Regions from separate parts of the Salmo salar genome. Here region 1 is linked to region 2. Evidence: chromatin contacts called from public Hi-C data. All regions are on one chromosome and are shown on one strand. The core of a region is the stretch at or near the end of the contact, and the rest is flanking DNA. Distances in the headings are between cores, read along the strand shown. Region 1 holds the start of LOC106569810 (CTD small phosphatase-like protein). Region 2 overlaps LOC106569810 (CTD small phosphatase-like protein).

Region 1 (4,618 bases), core at 1,031-3,530, 38 kb after region 2:
CTTTCCATCAGACACTGGGAGATTAATTCACCTTTAAGCAGGACAATAACCTAAAAACACAAGGCCAAATATACACTGGAGTTGCTTACCAAGAATCCAGTGAATGTTCCTGAGTGGACGAGTGAGTTTTGACTTAAAAATCTGCTTTAAAATCTTTGGCAAGACCTGAAAATGGTTGTCTAGCAATGATCAACAACCAATTTGACAGAGCTTGAAGGATTTAGAAAATAATTGGCAAATGTTGCACAATCCAGGTGTGGAAAGCTGTTACAGATTTAACAGACTCACAGCTGTAATCGCTGCAAAAGGTGATTCTAACTTGTATTGACTCAGGGGGTTGAGTACTTATCTAATCAAGAAATATTAGTTTTTTGTTTTATGTATACAAATATTAGCATTTTTCTCCCACTTTGACAGAGTATTTTCTGTAGATCGTTGACAAAGAATTACAACTACATTTACATTTGAGTCATTTACCAGACACTCTTATCCAGAGCGACTTACAGTAGTGAATGCATAATTATTTTTATTTTTTTTCTGTGCTGGCCCCCGTGTGAATCGAACCCACAACCCTGGCGTTACAAACACCATGCTCTACCAACTGAGCTACATTTTAATCCCACTTTGTAACAACATCATTTTGGAAAAAGTCAAGGGGTGTGAATACTTACTGAAAGGCACTGTATATGGAAGTAGTTGAGTTCTTATTTGTTTTGTTAACTATGAGTCCACTTTTTTTTGGTATGATCTTTCTTATATCGTTCCGATATAGGTCAGACACTTTAATCCTTATTGGGGGGGGGGGGCTACTAAAACCGTCCTACGGGATCATTAAGCTATTTGATTTAAAATGTTAGGATCCCCTTATAAAAAATATGATGAAACATAATTTGATCTTTCTCCTATTAGCCCATAGAGACGCATTGAATAACGTATTTATACATGGAAAAACAGTTTAAAAAAAAAAACACATTTATCAAAAAGGTGTTCGTTTTAAGGTAGTTAGCGTCTATAAAACGGGTTAGTCCTCTCCAATCCATCATCATGTCATTCCATTGTAGCATAGCGATAATACCGCAACAGTTTCTGACAGCCAGAGCGCTTTCCCAACAACCACTGGTGATGCTTGTCAACTAGCTACCGTAAATTCATGTGGGCTTTTTTTTTCTTACCTTTCTCCTGATTAAACGAGATAATCTCCTCCTCCTTTGGGTTGGAAACCTGGGTTATTATAGACGTGTGGTCCATTGCGACGGATGGTTATTCCTTTTTGGTTCGTTTTTAAAATGTTTATTTGCTTGCTTGTTTGTTTTCTACAAAAACAAGATGTCCAGCTAGTCCTAGTCCACAATGGTTAACGTTAGCCTAGACGTTAGCTACCTTGCTAGCTGTGTTGAAATGGCAGCCGGGCCCTAAACTAGCTAGCTAGTGTAACGATGGCCAAATGGACTGAGACGGGACACAGGAGGGGCTACATGTAACTAGCTAGTGGTTTAAAGGTAAAATACCAACACTTGTCAATCGCTGGGAATATCCAATTTAGCAAGCAACATTCAAGAACAGCATGGGCAAAACAAACTCCCAACGTTGAACAAAAAAATAAGAAAACGTTGCTAACGTCTGGCTAGCAACTAGAGCTAGCCTTGAACTGATATCAGTGTTCAATTCAACATAAAAATTAACGTTGACTGAAACAATGATGAAACGACGGAAGAAACAAAAAAAAAGACCTCCCGCTCTCGCCTCGGTCAAGTTTCAATACGAAAGTGGGACAGTTCCGATAATCCCGTTTCTTTGAACTCTCATTTTCAAAAAATAATTGTATGCCCCCTCTACACTCTTTCCAACATGGAGGCGTCGTGTGTATTTGATATTCACGAAATGGATCAGAAAGCGAGCAGCGCTCAAGTGGGAGGGGGCGGTTTCTAGGAACCCCCTCCCATGGATAGAAAATAATACCTCAGTAGCTATGGCTTTATCGACGTACCACTTTGGGTCAATGATATTTGAGTCACTGCCTTCTGAAATGTTGCAACAACAAAAAAAAAGATTGTCAGTCTATGATTGATGGCCAGTACATCATAGCTTGTGCACAATTTAAATCTGAACATGTTAGATTTGGGTTAGATTCCAGTCAATGCATGAATTAGGTCAAAACATGTATATGTCCATAATGACACAGATTCATATTTTATCTCAATAACTATACTCCACCTGTAAAACCGCTTGTGAATGCTTGTTTTTTTTCTCTCTCCAGTATTTGCATGTGGAACCTTGAGATGGACGGATTGGGTCCACGATCAGCATGAACCCAATCAGCACCACTGGACAAATCCAGCAGAAATGACATAGGCGCCATCGAGTGGCCAAAGTGTTGAATTCCAATCACAAGCTTCCTTCTGGCGTCGCTCTCATCTTACCGACACATCATATGAATGCCTTCAGAGCTGTGCAGCCTATCTCTGTCTTCGTGTGGGTGGAGGTTCCGTGAGGGGGCTGAATGTGGGTTAGATTTCAGCTGAGGAGCGAAAATACACAGCAGTTAGGCCTACCAGTTGCATAGCACACTTTGTTTGTGTGTGTATATATATATATATATATATATATATTAAGAGCAGCCTATGTTTTAATGTTTATTTACACATACTTTCCTTATCACTGATTCATGGCAAATACTGTTTAATGAGTGCATCAATAAAGCTAGATTCCATGACCACATTTATGTGTGTGTGTGTGTGTGTGTGTCATTCATCAATAAAGAATGAAAGAATTGATCATCATAACGTGTCAAAATCCTTGTGGTCTCTTCTCGCTCTCCATAGACAAGCACGCTATATTATTATTAACAGCCTATTGATTGCTACAGGTTTTTATGGATTTATGACCTTTGTATTGTGCATTTTTAGATTTCAATTCTGCATCTCCTCCTCCTATAGGCTACCATCATTTTGATCTCCCTGAGCCCCCCAACAGCTCAACTTTTACCCCCTAAAATGATTAGAATAAACATTAATTGACATTTTATTAATAAAGATCCATTGCAAGGACAACACTACTTCACACAGTAGAATATCATTTTTTTTATAGGCTTTGTCTTCCTCTAGTGATCACAGATGTTAACGACACCATATACCACTGACTTTTTTAATATTTCCTGTCTGTAATATGCTTACTTACTTACTTTATTGTGTATTCTTATTTCTCATGTGTTTTTTTATAGTAATACATTGTTATTGATTATTGCATTGTTGGGTTTTGTGTTTGCAAGAAAGGCATTTTACCATACTTGTGCATGTGACATTAAAACTTGAAATTTGAGAAACACCTCTGAAGCTGATGATGAAGGTAGCCTAGTGGGCCAATAACCAAAAGGTTGTTTGATCGAATCCCCGAGCTGACGAGGTAAAATCAGTTGTTCTGCCCCTGAAGAAGGCAGTTAACCCACTGTTCCCCGGGCACCGAAGACATGGATGTCGATTAAAGCAGTCCTCCGCACCTCTCTGATTCAGAGGGGTTGGGTTAAAGCAGTCCTCCGCACCTCTCTGATTCAGAGGGGTTGGGTTAAATGCGGAAGACACATTTCAGTTGTACAACTGACTAGGTGTCCCCCTTCCCTCAAGTGGTATTGACAGATGGGGAGGATGATGCACATGGTCTGGTTTGTTCACAGGAGGCTTGGTCTTCTGATAGTGGTGATGATAGGCTAAACCTAGAGCCACATTGTACATAGCCCTATGAGTCTACTGTATGTACTAGGACACACCCTGGTTTTAGTAGCCTGATTTACATATGGATAGCCTATATATTTTTTTTATGTAACCTTTATTTAAATAGGCAAGTCAATTAAGAACAAATTCTTATTTACAATGACAGCCTACCCCGGGCCAAACCCAGATGACGCTGGGCCAATTGTGCACCGCCCTATGGGACTCCCAATCACAGCCAGATGTCATTTGTCATCAGATGGATTTGAACCAGGGACTGTAGTGACACCTCTCGCACTGAGATGCAGTGCCTTAGACCGCTGCGCCACTCGGGAGCCTAAACATGGAACATAATCTGAACCAGAATAATAGTGGATATTGTGGCTCCCCAGGTTGCCAGAGGTAAAGGCTATCAGAGACTTGAGTAGTCTAGGCATGTCTGGTATACATTTATTTGGGTATTTTACAGTTATCTGGTTATTATACAGTTATCTGGGCATTATACAGATATCTGGTTATTATACAGTTATCTGGTTATTATACAGTTATCTGGGAATTATATAGTTATATGGTTATTATACAGTTATCTGGTTATTATACAGTTATCTGGGTATTATACAGATATCTGGTTATTTTATAGTTATCTGGTTATTATACAGTTATCTGGGCATTTTACAGTTATCTGGTTATTATACAGTTATCTGGTTATTATACAGTTATCTGGTTATTTTCCAGTTATCTGGTTATTATACAGTTATCTAGTTATTATACAGTTATCTGGGCATTATACAGCTATCTGGTTATTATACAGTTATCTGGGTATTTGGTGTCAAGTAGCCTAGGGCATGTCTGGTTTACAGTTATCTGGTTATTTTACAGTTATCTGGTTATTATACAGTTATCTGGGTATTTTA
Region 2 (4,116 bases), core at 350-2,849:
AATGATGTATTCTATCTCCAGTCTCCTCCGTAGTAGCAAGATATGAGCAGTAGTACACACACACACACACACACACACACACACACACACACACACACACACACACACACACACACACACACACACACACACACACACACACACACTCCCTGTCCAATGGCACTCAAAGATGCTCTTTTAAGAGCCACCTAATAACTGAAAATAAGCACACTGTGTGGGTGTGTCAGGACTGGGGGAACGGGACTTTTGTTGCTCATTCACTCACTACTAAGCATTTATTTATATTGCTTGGTAAAACTTATTTTTGTTGTTGTCTAAAACAGTTGATGTGTTGAAAATAGTCACATCGCTAACCAAGTTAGCAAGCATGGCATTTTCTTTTAACTGCACAAAGGTCATGCAGGCAAGCAATGATGTTGGTGTTATTTAACCTGGGTGCAGCTGTACCCCCCTGGCAACTTTTTACTTGGATGGTGGACCTCAGGTTTTCCGGAACGCATTGAAAAGTAACTTGACACAGTCAATGCAAATTTGGAGTATTGTATTTTGTTCCTAATGCTAACGACCCTGTTAAAAATACAGTATGCGGTTCTCGGTAATTGCCGAACAGCTCATGACTAGAGGCGAGGAGCGTGTTGTGTACCTCCAAGCCGATAAAAATTTGCTAATCAACTTTGCACAGACATGATGGTAGGGAGATTTGAATTTAACATTGAGCTTTATCCAATGCCATACTATTACACCTACAACCAGTGTTTTGGGATCATACACCTGAAATCAGTCAGAATTACAACAACTACAAGCACTGATCATACACACATTAAGTGAAACAATCAGACAGCTATCCTCTTTCCCAGTAGCAGTAGCTGCCACCCAGTACAAGTAATCATGAATAGGCCAACCAGGATACACACAGCCTATCCTGGATTACTTGAACTGGGTCACAACCTTTCTCCTCCTCCTCCTCCTCTTCCTCCGGAGTTGTTGAGCTCAGAGGAACTGGGAGCAACAGTGGAACATTTGGTCGGGTTTCGAAAGACTTGTGAAAATATTACTTTTTAAAAATGTGGCTTCTATAAAAGTAAAATTTGTCATTTCTGACATCACCGTTGCAGACACTAATGACTCTGGGTGGGCATAATCCAATAACCAGTATTTAAAAGTGAATGAAGACAGAAGTGATCCTACAGTACCTGATGAACAGTGCCATCTATCTCCACTGGGACTATGAAGTCAGCATTGCTAATGGGCTGTAGAGAGAAGAGATAAAACACAACATGTCAGTGTGTCTCAGAAACTGTTCCACAGTGGTGTAATACAACAGTCACACAGCAGAGGGAGAGCTTGCACTGTGCCATAGATTTTAGGCTAGCACACCCATTCAGTCGCCTTCAAGAAAGGAAAACTAATCTTCTCCTGCCCCCTTTAAAGTATTATTCTCCTCCTCCTTCCCTTTTTCCGCCAAAACAAATCTCTCTGTTTCTCTCTGCCTTTCTCTCTAACAAACTATGACAGAGAGAGAGAGAAACTGTACCAAGTAAAAGAGAGGAAGAGAAGAAGAGGGGGATTACGAGAAAGATATTTTGGGTATTGACACCAGAGGCCAAGCAAGGTCACCGTTAGTCAGACTCTCTGAACTACAGTCTATCCCTGCTACTGCTGTTGACTCTCTAACATGGGACAGAACAGTCTCTACTGCTGTTGACTCTCTAACATGGGACAGAACAGTCTCTACTGCTGTTGACTCTCTAACATGGGACAGAACAGTCTCTACTGCTGTTGACTCTCTAACATGGGACAGAACAGTCTCTACTGCTGTTGACTCTCTAACATGGGACAGAACAGTCTCTACTGCTGTTGACTCTCTAACATGGGACAGAACAGTCTCTACTGCTGTTGACTCTCTAACATGGGACAAAACAGTCTCTACTGCTGTTGACTCTCTAACATGGGACAGAACAGTCTCTACTGCTGTTGACTCTCTAACATGGGACAGAACAGTCTCTACTGCTGTTGACTCTCTAACATGGGACAGAACAGTCTCTACTGCTGTTGACTCTCTAACATGGGACAGAACAGTCTCTACTGCTGTTGACTCTCTAACATGGGACAGAACAGTCTCTACTGCTGTTGACTCTCTAACATGGGACAGAACAGTCTCTACTGCTGTTGACTCTCTAACATGGGACAGAACAGTCTCTACTGCTGTTGACTCTCTAACATGGGACAGAACAGTCTCTACTGCTGTTGACTCTCTAACATGGGACAGAACAGTCTCTACTGCTGTTGACTCTCTAACATGGGACAGAACAGTCTCTACTGCTGTTGACTCTCTAACATGGGACAGAACAGTCTCTACTGCTGTTGACTCTCTAACATGGGACAGAACAGTCTCTACTGCTGTTGACTCTCTAACATGGGACAGAACAGTCTCTACTGCTGTTGACTCTCTAACATGGGACAAAATAGCCTCTACTGTGACCAAAAGCTTGGCAATTAAATTACTTCCATTTGCATAGATCTAAGAGGAGACTTTTGAATCTTCTGATCTACCCGTCAGGTGTGCCGGCAGCTTGCTTTGCACTAACTAGTTAGCTACCTTTAAAAATGACTTTTCTTTCCCAGAACAGGTAAGAAAATGGTGCCACTCTCAGAGTTGGTTATCTATAAACTCAGACTGCTTTACAAAACACACAGTGCTGCTAGATCACAGCAGACACAGCCTGGATCTGTCCTACTGGAAGTTGTTGAGGAGGAACAGAGGTCTGTAAAGGTTTAAGGAAACAGTGACTCGCTCTCTGTTGTTTTATCTGCAGCACAGACTGCTTTCAGTGACGAGAGAAGTGCTTTTTGAAGTCGGTTCAATTCTTAAAAAAAATAAATCACAGTTTTCAATTTCGGTTTCGATTATTTGGGTTGAATGCTGTAACACAGAATAAAACAATTAATAAAAGTCCCATGAGGGTAGTGACTGCCCATTACAGCTTATCACTTTATATATTTCAGTTGTTGTATACATTACATTTGTCTTATTTGATGACTTTATTATTTCATTCCAAGTCATCATCTCATCTCTATAGAGCTGCTGTCTGACAAAGTCACTATTTAGTAGTTGTTCAAAGTAAATAAGGCATACTTTTATGACTGCTGAATACCAACTATCAACCACCTAGATCATACATTTTCAGGTAGAGATACCTGGTGAAGCAACAGCTGCTCTCTATATCACCTCACGATACGTCGCTAAGCAACAGCTGCTCTCTATATCACCTCACGATACGTCGCTAAGCAACAGCTGCTCTCTATATCACCTCGCGATACGTCGCTAAGCAACAGCTGCTCTCTATATCACCTCACGATACGTCGCTAAGCAACAGCTGCTCTCTATATCACCTCACGATACGTCGCTAAGCAACAGCTGCTCTCTATATCACCTCACGATACGTCGCTAAGCAACAGCTGCTCTCTATATCACCTCGCGATACGTCGCTAAGCAACAGCTGCTCTCTATATCACCTCACGATACGTCGCTAAGCAACAGCTGCTCTCTATATCACCTCACGATACGTCGCTAAGCAACAGCTGCTCTCTATATCACCTCACGATACGTCGCTAAGCAACAGCTGCTCTCTATATCACCTCGCGATACGTCGCTAAGCAACAGCTGCTCTCTATATCACCAGACGATACGTCGCTAAGCAACAGCTGCTCTCTATATCACCTCAAGATCACGACACGTCGCTAAGCAACAGCTGCTCTCTACATCACCTCAAGATCACGATACGTCGCTAAGCAACAGCTGCTCTCTACATCACCTCAAGATCACGATACGTCGCTAAGCAACAGCTGCTCTCTATCACCTCACGATATGTCGCTAAGCAACAGCTGCTCTCTATCACCTCACGATATGTCGCTAAGCAACAGCTGCTCTCTATCACCTCACGATACGTCGCTAAGCAACAGCTGCTCTCTATATCACCTCACGATCGCGCATTCTTCTCTCTTCTGTAGTAGTCGTAAAAGTAACACAGACCGGACAAGTGCGCGCGCAATGGATTATGGTCATTGTAGTTAATTACCACGTTTTATGCGCTAAACTATGTAGAATTTGGCTTG

The links. Hi-C and Micro-C count contacts between places; a contact is called where the count stands out from the background.
Region 1: a Hi-C map of muscle shows a contact between it and region 2, with 8 times the contacts expected there. The contact joins the promoter of LOC106569810 here to the enhancer-like site in region 2. A contact is called at or near these places in 3 of 3 Hi-C or Micro-C datasets (blood, gill and muscle).

What each region holds. Positions count from the first base shown.
Region 1 is chrssa14:46,686,242-46,690,859 of Ssal_v3.1, forward strand. LOC106569810 (CTD small phosphatase-like protein) reads right to left here and starts at 2,281. Exons shown (of 8, transcript XM_014141438.2): 1 at 2,215-2,281. The coding sequence starts at 2,266.
Region 2 is chrssa14:46,649,047-46,653,162 of Ssal_v3.1, forward strand. LOC106569810 (CTD small phosphatase-like protein) reads right to left here. Exons shown (of 8, transcript XM_014141438.2): 5 at 1,194-1,250. Among protein-coding and RNA genes, the nearest start is that of LOC106569810, 37 kb to the right of the region's middle. Within about 2 kb of position 1,600, at least 2 of the 13 cell types and tissues checked have an H3K27ac peak or open chromatin away from gene starts, as enhancers often do. A contact at or near this core is called in muscle, where this site is marked.